2 separate regions of the Gasterosteus aculeatus genome follow, and region 2 is linked to region 1. A link is a contact called in public Hi-C data. All regions are on one chromosome and are shown on one strand. Each heading gives the region's core, a stretch centred on a gene start, on an enhancer-like site or on the middle of the called end of the contact. The rest is flanking DNA. Distances are from core to core; before and after follow the strand shown. Region 1 overlaps kiaa1217 (KIAA1217 ortholog). Region 2 holds the start of kiaa1217 (KIAA1217 ortholog).

Region 1 (5,078 bases), core at 722-3,221:
AACAGTAAATAACATATGAACAAAATAGGAAAGGGAATTATAAAGGTTAGTAGGAAAGGTATACAAAAAAAGAAAGAAGCTGATTTTCTTGTGTTATCAGCTTTTTAAACTATATTAATTTCCCTGAATGCATTTTGATGTGTGGCATTTAGTATCATAACGGCATATAAACATGATGTCATAGCGTGCATATCAGTTTACACGCTATTTATAGTTTGCTGTTGCCTTGCAGAAGGTAATTGTTCAATGCAGTGTTGACACTGTGGATACTACTGCAATGTGAACTCGCACTAATCCCACAGCAACCAGACACACCAGTTGCACAGTAATATTATTCCCTCACGCACTGTCCTAGCAGAGCTCTGAGCCCACTCGAGATGATAAAGATCCAGACATAGATGAAAATGGGAATACCACTGTCCGACAGAGCCAAGGGGTACGCATGACTTTGCATTATTCACATATCATTGATGTATAAGTAATGTATGTTCTAGATGTGAGACATTTTAAACAGCTACTTCTTCATTTCTCAGGTCATATACTATGTGACCGGTCAGATTCCCAAAGAGCATCCGCCCCCGTCAGGAACAGAGGAAACCCCCGAACACCGGGAGCCCACACAGCCTCCATCACAGGTGTCAAATGTCAATGTTAACGACAATTCTCCAAGCCAGCAGCAGCAGCAGCAGCAGCAGCAGCCGCCGCCACAGTCTCCACCACCCAAATCACCACCACCTGTCACACCTCCACCTATATCACCCAAGCCCGTGGGACTGAAAGGGTTCAAACTTCCAAGGACGCAAGTCAAACGCGCTGAGTCCTTGAAGACCAGTGCAGAAATGGAGAAGGGAAAGAACCTCAATAAAATGAATACTGAAAGGAAAAGTAAAGCTATCCAGCAACGTGTTGATTATAGTAAAATGATAATACCCGAGGCTGCGGCTACCACAACGACCGCCGCCGTACGAGAGGCGCCAAAAAGTTCTGTTGCTCCACCAAAAAAGCCTCCAGGCGAGGGCAGCGATCCACCAACATCCGACTCTAACCTTGAGGAGTATCATGACGGGGCGAGTCTCAGTCCGGACTTGCCTGGAGAAGAGCCGCCCCCGCCCCCCGACAACATAGCCTTTATGATCACCAACACCAAAGTTCAGGCCCTTTCCCGTGGCGAGTACCAGGAACTGGTCGACGCCAAAAAGGGAAACGACTTCCAGACTTTTACTTTAGGCAATGCGCCTTACCGGGGCAGCCCGACCGCAGAACCCACCGCGCCGCAGGATAACGGCTTCAACAAGAAGCCCGTCATCATCATCTTTGACGAGCCCATGGACATCCGGTCCGCGTACAAGCGCCTGTCCACCGTCTTTGAATGCGAAGAGGAAATGGACAGGATGCTGGCGGCGGAGTGCATCGAGGAGGAGAGCGAGGAGTCGGACACCGAGAGGGGGGGCGGGCAGGTTAAAGCGGCGGTGGTCGCCGTCACTCCTCCGAAGGTCGCCGCCGACCACACCAGCTTGTCATCCTCGTCTTCGTCGTCGATCCCCGAGCTCACCGAGGGCGGGATGAATTTGGAGTCAAACGGCGACGGCAAGCAGGATGTCAAGAAGAAGTTCAAATTTAAGTTCCCCAAGAAGCAACTGGCGGCCCTGAGCCAGGCAATTCGCTCGGGCACCAAGTCCGGAAAGAAGACTTTGCAGGTGGTCGTGTACGAAGATGAGGAGGAATCCGACGGTACCATCAAACAGCACAAAGAAGCGAAGAGATTTGAGATCACGCGCTCAAAGTCCGTATCGGACGCACACAAGGCGACGCGCTCAGCCGCGCCGAAGAGGCAGAAGTCCGACTCCCTCCACAGGACGGACGAGATCCGGAAGAACACCTACAAGACACTGGACAGCCTGGAGCAGACCATCAAGCAGCTGGAGACCACCATTAGTGAGATGGGGCCGCAGTCCCCCGGGGAGCCGGTCGGCACGGAGGAAGCGGAGTGCGGGAAAAGCTCGGAAGGAGTGGGGCTGAAGAGGTCTTCCTCTCTCCCCACCTCCAGAGGGCCAGGCGCTAAGGTACCCAGCAAAAATCCACTGCTGAAGAAGATTAAACCTCAACTCCTTCCTCGCCCTGTAGTCTTCCCTACTACCACCAGCACCACCATCACCACCACCACTGTCCCCAGTGCCCCCACCACCGTACGACAGGTCACTCTCTAGCTCTTGTTCCTCCGGGGAGGCTTTGGTTCCTACTTTTTCAGTTTACAACCTACCTTCACTCCAATCCTAACCACTGAAATCACAAAATCATTAATCCACTCCACAGGTGCTTGGACATTTTTGGAAATGCCCCCCAAGGCTTTCTCTTTCTGTGAAATCATGGTGACATGTTTGGGGGTCCTTTGGTCGGGTTCCTGGCTACCGTGTGTCTCCTTGAGTTCATTGCTTAAACCTCCTGAGGTTTTCAGCAAATCCATCATCAAAAACCCTCTCGTGATGATTAAGCTCTGATATCTTCCTTATTCTTGACTGCATGTACTGCTGTGTGTTGACTTAAAGGTGTATGGTCCCACTGGGTGCATGATCTTTCACTGGTGTTAATCGTTGAGGCGTTACCTGTCAGTGCCTTGACTTTTCATACTTCCTTTGTGGTGTGTGTGTGTTTTTTTTTCTTTCTTTTGTTTTATTTCTTCTTTTGTTTTTCGTTTGGATCCCCTTGCAGAACACCAGTGTCGCTTCCCCTACTAGTCGGATGCCCGTCCCTTTGTCTGCGAAGTCCAGGCAGTCGCCGGGTGCCTCTGACAAAGCAGGAAAACAACAAAAACTGCAGGACGCTCAGAGGCAGTTTCGACAGGTAGTTTTACTGTAGGGCCTTGCCAGAGACTAGAGGAATCTAACGTATAGCAAAAAACATCAGGCTTGTATTGTTAGAGGGGGAAAAAAAAAAGACTGTGCTGTGAGATTTTAAGTGTTTAGAAAAAAAATGAAGTCACCTCGGTGACGGATGTGGATCTGTTTCTCTCGTGTCTGCTCTGACAAGAAGGCATGTTTGACTTTTGACTGTTTGCCCATAACATCACTGTACTGGTTGCTTTCGCATGTCCACACTGCTCATGGTTTTCACTGTGTTGGTGACAAAAAAAAACAACAGAAAACCGGAATCCTACCCTGTCATCGTCTGAGTTGTCCTCCTATCTCTCGTTCCCATCACAGCTGAGTTCCTAAACAGTGTTGCCAAACCCACGATGCTTGTGGCTAAAAGTTAAAACACAAAACCTAACCGCCTCTTTCGGCTGCGCTCCTCCCTTTCTCACAACGCACCACGCGGCTTCTTAACCTCCCGGTGCTGTATTTCCTTACCCCCAGAACCGAGCCACAACTCACCACCTTGCGGCGTGGGTTTCAGTGGAACACCGGCCCACATCTCCCCTGTCTGCTCCCACGCTTCAAACCCCCTGAGCCTGTTCAATCGATGTCTCTCCAGCCTTCCTATGCATCCCTTGCCTTGTGAATGCCCCCCACCCCCCACACACACTTCCCCTTAAAGAGGCCTAACTCTAACATGGGCGGTCTGCAGAGACGCCCGTCCTGTCTGCCATCGCACGGTCTAATCTTCGCAGTGTTCTGTTTCTGGTTAACAAGTCTCTCGGTCCAATCTGTCGCTGTCTTCATTTAACGTAGGACAAACCAACCTGTTGTTGTTTTGGTATTCATCGTTGTGTTCCAGTGATCACGTATGTGTACTCTTAGTGTGTTTCTATGTGTAGAACTTGTAGGGGGTTTTGTTTTTAGCTTAGTCTTGCCTTTTGTATGTACTATTTGACCAGATTTCCTTTCTGACAACCAGTATCTGTTTTGGCGTTTCTGTTTGCAGGCTAACGGAAGTGCTAAAAGAGTGGGAGGGGATCATAAAACTACTTCCCCTACTACCCCCACCTCTAAAATCCCTGCTTTTTACCCTAGCTCTACTAAAGGCAGCTCCCAGTCTGTGCAAAACTCCGATGCAACTAATCCCATTAACCCTTCCTCCTCCTCCTCCTCCTCCTCCTCTGCAATAAAGTCCAACACCCTGTCCTCCCCCGCTTCTCGTTCCGGTTCCCAACCCTCTTCCCACATCCCCTCCCTGTCTAACGGATCTCTCAAACTCCCCTCACCCTCACAGCACACCGGTAAAGCTCTCTCGTTCTCCTCGCAGACTCAGAATGGTCGAGTGCACTCCTCCTCTTCATTCTCCTCCTCTTCCTCATCCTCCTCCACCTCCTCCTCCTCCTCCCCCTCCCCTCTGTCGCCCACTCCTGTGGGCCCAGGCGGAAAGAGCATCCGCACCATACACACCCCCAGCTTCACCAGCTACAGGTCCCACAACGGCAGCAGCGGCAAATCCTGCATCCCGACAGCCACGGCAGCAAAGGACGCCGCTTAGCCCCGTTATGGCCCCTGTGGCTTTACCGCATCGCAGGTACAGCCGGTCGAGTTTCGTTTTTGGCTTTGGTTTGCTGTTTTATTCTGTTCCTGTAAAAGTATTAAGTAACGCACTCCCCCACTTAATGTTTTATTGTACACTGGCCTTCTCACACCGATGCTTCTATATCCTTTAAGTTGCAATTTACATTTTTTTCTTGGAGGTGTGGCACATGTTCTGTCAATTTTTTTTATAAAGGAAGTTAAAAAAAAAGAAGAAAAGTTTAGTTTTACCACATTGTAGATGTGAAAGACTCGTGGTGTTGAAAATCTATTTTTTTTTGCTGTAGTTAGGGGAATATAGAATTTATGTACAATCGCAAAGTACCATATCAAATACTGTGTTTTATTTTTCAAACCAGAGATTGAATAACTATAGCATATTTAATCTTCTATATTTCTTATGTTGTCAGACATTCAACACAGCCCTTGTAAATGCCTTTTATGAGTATATACATAATGTATACAAATGTTTGTCAAACTCATTATTAACCACTGTTTTCCAAGAGAATTTTCTCAATTTTCAACCATACAAACTGCCAATTTCTTTTACAGATATGCAAAACTGGTATCATAAGTAATACAAGTTTTCATTTTAGTGTGCCTATTTGCCAAAGTTGTTGTACAATG
Region 2 (5,078 bases), core at 646-3,145, 75 kb before region 1:
AACGTATTATTTTTATAAGATTTATAGCTTCAGAGACAGTGCAGTGCACATACTTTGTTTTTTGTACATCGGTGCCAAATTAGTGGCAGTGGTTTCTGGAAGTGTTGGAAGGTGTGAGAGAGAGTTTTTGGCGGTTATGTTGACATGATTGGATTGACGTCTTGCTGATAAGTTGCTGTAATGAGGAAGTGCTTTGGAGTATTTATTTGCCTTTTTATTGGCAAACCTGTGTGTTTTTTTTATGTTAGTGCTTCATAGAACATTGCCAATTACAGAAATGAACTTTGATCTGTTATTTGTCAAACAGCTGCTGTTAAATATCTGTAACGCTGCTCTCTTTTGCACAAAAGTCCCATCAGACAAATCCAGAGAGTTTGATTTGCATCTGTGAGAACAACTCAATGCTTCTTTTTCTGTTATTCCAGTTCTCTTCAGTCTTTTGACAAGATATTTCTAAATAAAATAATGAAGAAACTTGATGGTTTCATGTTTAATTTGCATGCTCATTACTTCCCTATTTGTCTCCTGCATGAACCACCGCGCTATTCAATATATAACGTTAATGTCAGCCGCGGTGTCTTGGTGGCAGAATTTGATGTTGCTTTAATGGGATCCATCTATTGCACTGCAGCGAACTGATGTGTGCAGTACTCGTCCGTCACCCCCTGCTGTCCTAAAGTAAAGAGTGATGTTTGGAGTCCATTACATGCAGTGACTCTGATTCAGATCCAGGCTGCAGTGCTTAGTGTATTAAGCCACGGCGGTCCTAATACACAGATCCCAACCGACCCCAAACCGGGTCATCTTGCTCTTCTGAGTTTGTATCTCTGGTTGAAACGGACTTATTGTAAGTCGCTTTGGATAAAAGTGTCATCTAAATGACATGTATGTGTCCTGGGGGAGCTGGAGTCTGTCCGCCTGCTGTTTGATGCTCTGCAGGTATTGGATAGGGAAAGGAAAATGTCTATCCCTTATGTTGTAATATTAGCAACGTTTTCCTCTTTAGCATTTTGTTTTAGCCTTTTGCAAAATGATTCAGGTAAAACATCCTGTAAGAAAAAAAGACCTTATCTCTTATCAAAGTTGTAAAGTACCTTTTCCCACCTCTATGGAATTGTAATGTGCATTTGTTTGTTAGGAAATGAGCTCGAAAAATGAATAGGATTGGGAGAGTGAAACGAAAATCTCTTCGGAAACATGACGGATATTATGGAATAAAACCTACTTGAGAAGGCAGATGAATGCTGTGACCCGCAGGCCTACAATTCAGCACAATCGCCACTAGGTGGCGTTGTGGCCCACAAGAAACATTTAGATAAACCAATATGAAAGGAATTTGTGTCTACTTAAAATGATTGGGACCTGGTATTTGGACCTATGGCCTTAACAAAGCTTTAAAAAAAAGGAAATACAATGTTAAATATTGTGGTAAGTTAATGAGGGGAATTATCGATTTGGGGCGTTTGTGTTATTTGTCCAATTAATTAAATACAGAACACTGTGTCGCCTCCGAACCACAGAACTGTAAACCGCGTTTCCCTCCTGGTCTTCATCTCTTTCCATAAAACCATCAGTATTCAACCTCCTCCTTCAGCTCGATGATGGGTTCGTAATGGATATTTTCTCCACGAAAGCGATGACGTAACCCTGCAGTCATGTGGACATTAAGTTTTGAAAAAAAAACCCCAAAAAAAACATTTTTTAATGCAGGAGGTGATTTGTCCCGGTTCCTTCCCCCGTTGCGGTCCACAGCGGGTCGGGCTGCACAGCGCAGGGCCGGCGAGAGGCGGGCCGAGCCGAGCCGCAGTACTGGCACGCGGTCAGCGCGCACACACGCTGCCGGGACCCCCCCCCCCCCCCCTCCCCTTCCCCTCGTGCCCCCCCCCCGCCCCTTCCAGACTCCAGTGGAAGTGCGCTGTGCACGCGGTTCACACCTTCGACGCAGTTCTCGTGCTCGGAAGTTGCCGGACACTTGGAAAACTAAACCCGGAGACCGGAGGACGCGGTCGGCGGTCGCGCGGCTCTGACCCGGGAGCTGTGGCCGGTGACGATGTCGGGACACCGGGTGCAGTTCGCGGACCTTCCTCCGAGTGAGATGAAAGGAAGTCCCAAATGCCACAGTAAGTGACTATTGATCAGCGCTGACCTTGATTTCACCTCTAAGGATGATCTGGGAAACTTGTAAAGCTTATTTTCAGAGGTTCCCTCTTTAGCCGTCAATCATTTCATAGTGACTTCACATTCAGCACTGGTGTTTGTGTTACTACAGTATGTTATTTTCATTTTAGACCTCATGTAAGTGTAATTATTCACCACACTCGAGCTGCCTTGAAGAAGACGGTTGTGTTCAATAGATGTTTTATAACTACCATTGTTGCCAAATTTTTCATTAATTTCCATCAAAGGGAAATTGTAAAAGATTCGATTTCCTCCAATTTTCCGTAAAAAGTTATTTTGCTCTCATGTCTTTGAGGAAATGTAATTCTGCTCCCCATGCGTGACCGGTTTGTGGAGACTGTGCGATGACCCCTCACCCACATCTTCACAGTGGTCTCATCCCATTCAGTCCCCTTATCTGAGGTGTCAGTTGCCCTTTTACGGGCTGCTGCTAACTTTTAAATCCTCAGGGAGTGTAACACCCCCCTCATGCTCTGTCTCAGTAAGGTGGCGCTCACCTTGAGGGTGCATTTAGTGACCACTTCGCGGCCTCCCAGGCAAGTACGACGCGTATAACAGTGGCCGTTATAACGCACTCGGGGCGTTTTCGCCTTTTTTTTAAAGCACAAGATGTGTCTTTTCTGAAGATGTCATTGCATGTGAGGCGCGACAGAGTCAGCGGTGCCTGCCTCTGCTGCAGCGTTTGCACTACAGCGCGAGACACTGAGAAGCTGAGCTCATCTCCATGGTGACAGGTTGAGTGACGGGAGACGTGAACAAGGACGCGATGGGAAATTGCCCGTTTGGTGCAAAGCCCTGCAGAGGAGCATACCTAGCGTTCCATGAAGGCACATGTACAAGATCCTGGAAGTACATTATATATATATATATATATATATATATATAATGGAAGATGTTTTATCAGTCTGATTTTCCTTTTTGTGTGTGTGTGTGTGTGTGTGTGTTATGCCAATGTCAGCCACTGACACGCATGTGAGCAGCAGGGCGAAAAGTGCTGATGGTGTGTGCAGGTCAGGCCTACGCTGTGCGCACGGGAGCACAGGACGGACGCCTCGGCAGCAGACAACACTTTCTCACTGAGACGTGACGTCCGGATGCGGGTGACAGTTGGGCCCCGATTTCAGCCTCTTCTCTGTCCCTCAGATCCAAAATCCTTCATTTTCAATCAAGAGACACGAGACACGCATGGGCGCATGGAGCTCTCTGACAGCTCATCGTGGTTTAATCCTAGATGCAGATGTGAGCTGCTGGTTCTGATGAGGCTCTGCTGATGGTTCCGTTTCATTTACTTCAGTGAAAGCAGTACGGAGCGACATCTGTGTTTTGGACCGTTTGGCCGTTGTTGTGTCTCCCGTCTCACGCCGGTGAAAGTACTGCAACATCTTTTTCTCAGGGTTATTGATAACGTTGGCATTCGACACCAGGCTAGACTTTGTGGTACGTTGGGCCGTGGCGGCTCTGTGCTCAGGCCCGTCTTCCAGCTGTCGCTACGTGGACGTTCTAACCCATCCGTGAAAGGGGGGGGGGGATCCATCTCCTAACGGTCTGTTCGTTGCAGACTCTCCGCCTGTGGGGGCTGCACATTTAATGAGTTACCGTCGTGCGTCTTTCAGTGGGCTGCTTTACGTCCCAGACAGCTGCACTCTGATGTTTATCATCTCCGGTTCCCAGCGATAGATATGCGAAGACTATGTCAACAGTTTCTGGTTGGAGGAGGATACGCGGCGTGGATTGGACGGCCGAACGCTGAGGTGGACTCCCGCTTTCCCGTCCGTCTGGTATCAATTCTCGCGAAGAAAGGGTGGAGCGCTTCAACTTTCGACTCTTATGTCTCTCCGCCCAAATGTTCTGTTCAATCCGTTTGGTTGCATTAAGTCGTTTTCTGTAGATACTTCACTCATTGCACTTAATGTGAGCTTCTTATTGACCTCGGGTGACGTTCCTGTCGCCGTGGATGAGGTGGGAAGTGCCGTGGTGGGTCGGCCGGGCCGTCTGTCCCGTTGAAGACGCTGATCCTCCTGGAAATAGTCAGGCCCCCCCGAGAGACTAAACAGCTGTTTGACTGCGGACTAAAAGCCCGTCCCTTAAGGGTTAGAGATTTAAGGGAAGGCTGCGGCCTTCTCTGCCCAAAAGTAACACGCTGCTCCTGCTGCTGTTGTTGTAGCTCCACACTCCGATAAAAGGCACAACCTTGAGTCGCTATCCGCTTTGTTTTTTGTTACTAAAATACTGAACATGCTTTCAGACGGGAGACTTTTTGAATCACACAGCCAGTCTTCTTGGGGTCGGGTTGTTATTCTGATATTTGTTGGTATTTTCACTGTTATTCTGATCTTTTACACACATATATATATATCACAGAGATTTACAGTAATAGAGTAACATACTGCAGAGTAGATGGTATCTACTCCTGGTTGAGGCATCATCTCTGTCTCACTGAATAGCTATGCGTCATGAAACCTTGCACGCCTAATGAATAATCCACACTCTCCTGACTTCTCTCGTCTGTTTAGCAGCGGGATGACCGTCCCATGTGGGAAGGAACCAGATGTTTTCCTCCTCCTCTTCTTCTTCTTCTATTTTCGTAATTTTTGCTAATTCATTCCCTCTCCACGAGTCCCTTCCCGGAGAAGATGGGGTGATCTATCTATAGTGTTCTCCAAACTGCAGTAGAACTAAAGTAGCGCGTGATTTTACAACCTCTTGATGATAATAAAGCTCTCGTGACACACACACACACACACACACACACACAGAGGCCCCTCAACACGAGGGCCTCAAAGCCTGCGATTGGCTGCTGTCCGTAGCCATCTTGAATCTGGAAGGACCGAAGGCTCGATAACGCGCGCGCGGGAATCCCCCCCCCCCCCGGGTTAAAAGGACGACTCCCAAAGGGGGGC

Evidence for each region. A called contact is a pair of places that touch in the nucleus more often than the background predicts.
Region 2: a Hi-C map of whole body shows a contact between it and region 1, with 5 times the contacts expected there. The contact joins the promoter of kiaa1217 here to the enhancer-like site in region 1. A contact is called at or near these places in 5 of 6 Hi-C or Micro-C datasets (liver, skeletal muscle, tail fin and 1 more).

What each region holds. Positions count from the first base shown.
Region 1 is chr21:16,349,669-16,354,746 of fGasAcu3.hap1.1, reverse strand. kiaa1217 (KIAA1217 ortholog) reads left to right here. Exons shown (of 21, transcript XM_078095919.1): 18 at 356-436; 19 at 534-2,195; 20 at 2,710-2,841; 21 at 3,862-5,078. The coding sequence ends at 4,410. Among protein-coding and RNA genes, the nearest start is that of LOC120811392, 3.0 kb to the right of the region's middle. Within about 2 kb of position 1,971, at least 1 of the 9 cell types and tissues checked has open chromatin away from gene starts, as enhancers often do.
Region 2 is chr21:16,424,813-16,429,890 of fGasAcu3.hap1.1, reverse strand. It overlaps kiaa1217 (KIAA1217 ortholog), which reads left to right and starts at 1,895. Exons shown (of 21, transcript XM_078095919.1): 1 at 1,895-2,120. The coding sequence starts at 2,051. otud1 (OTU deubiquitinase 1) reads left to right here. Exons shown (of 2, transcript XM_040166678.2): 2 at 1-477.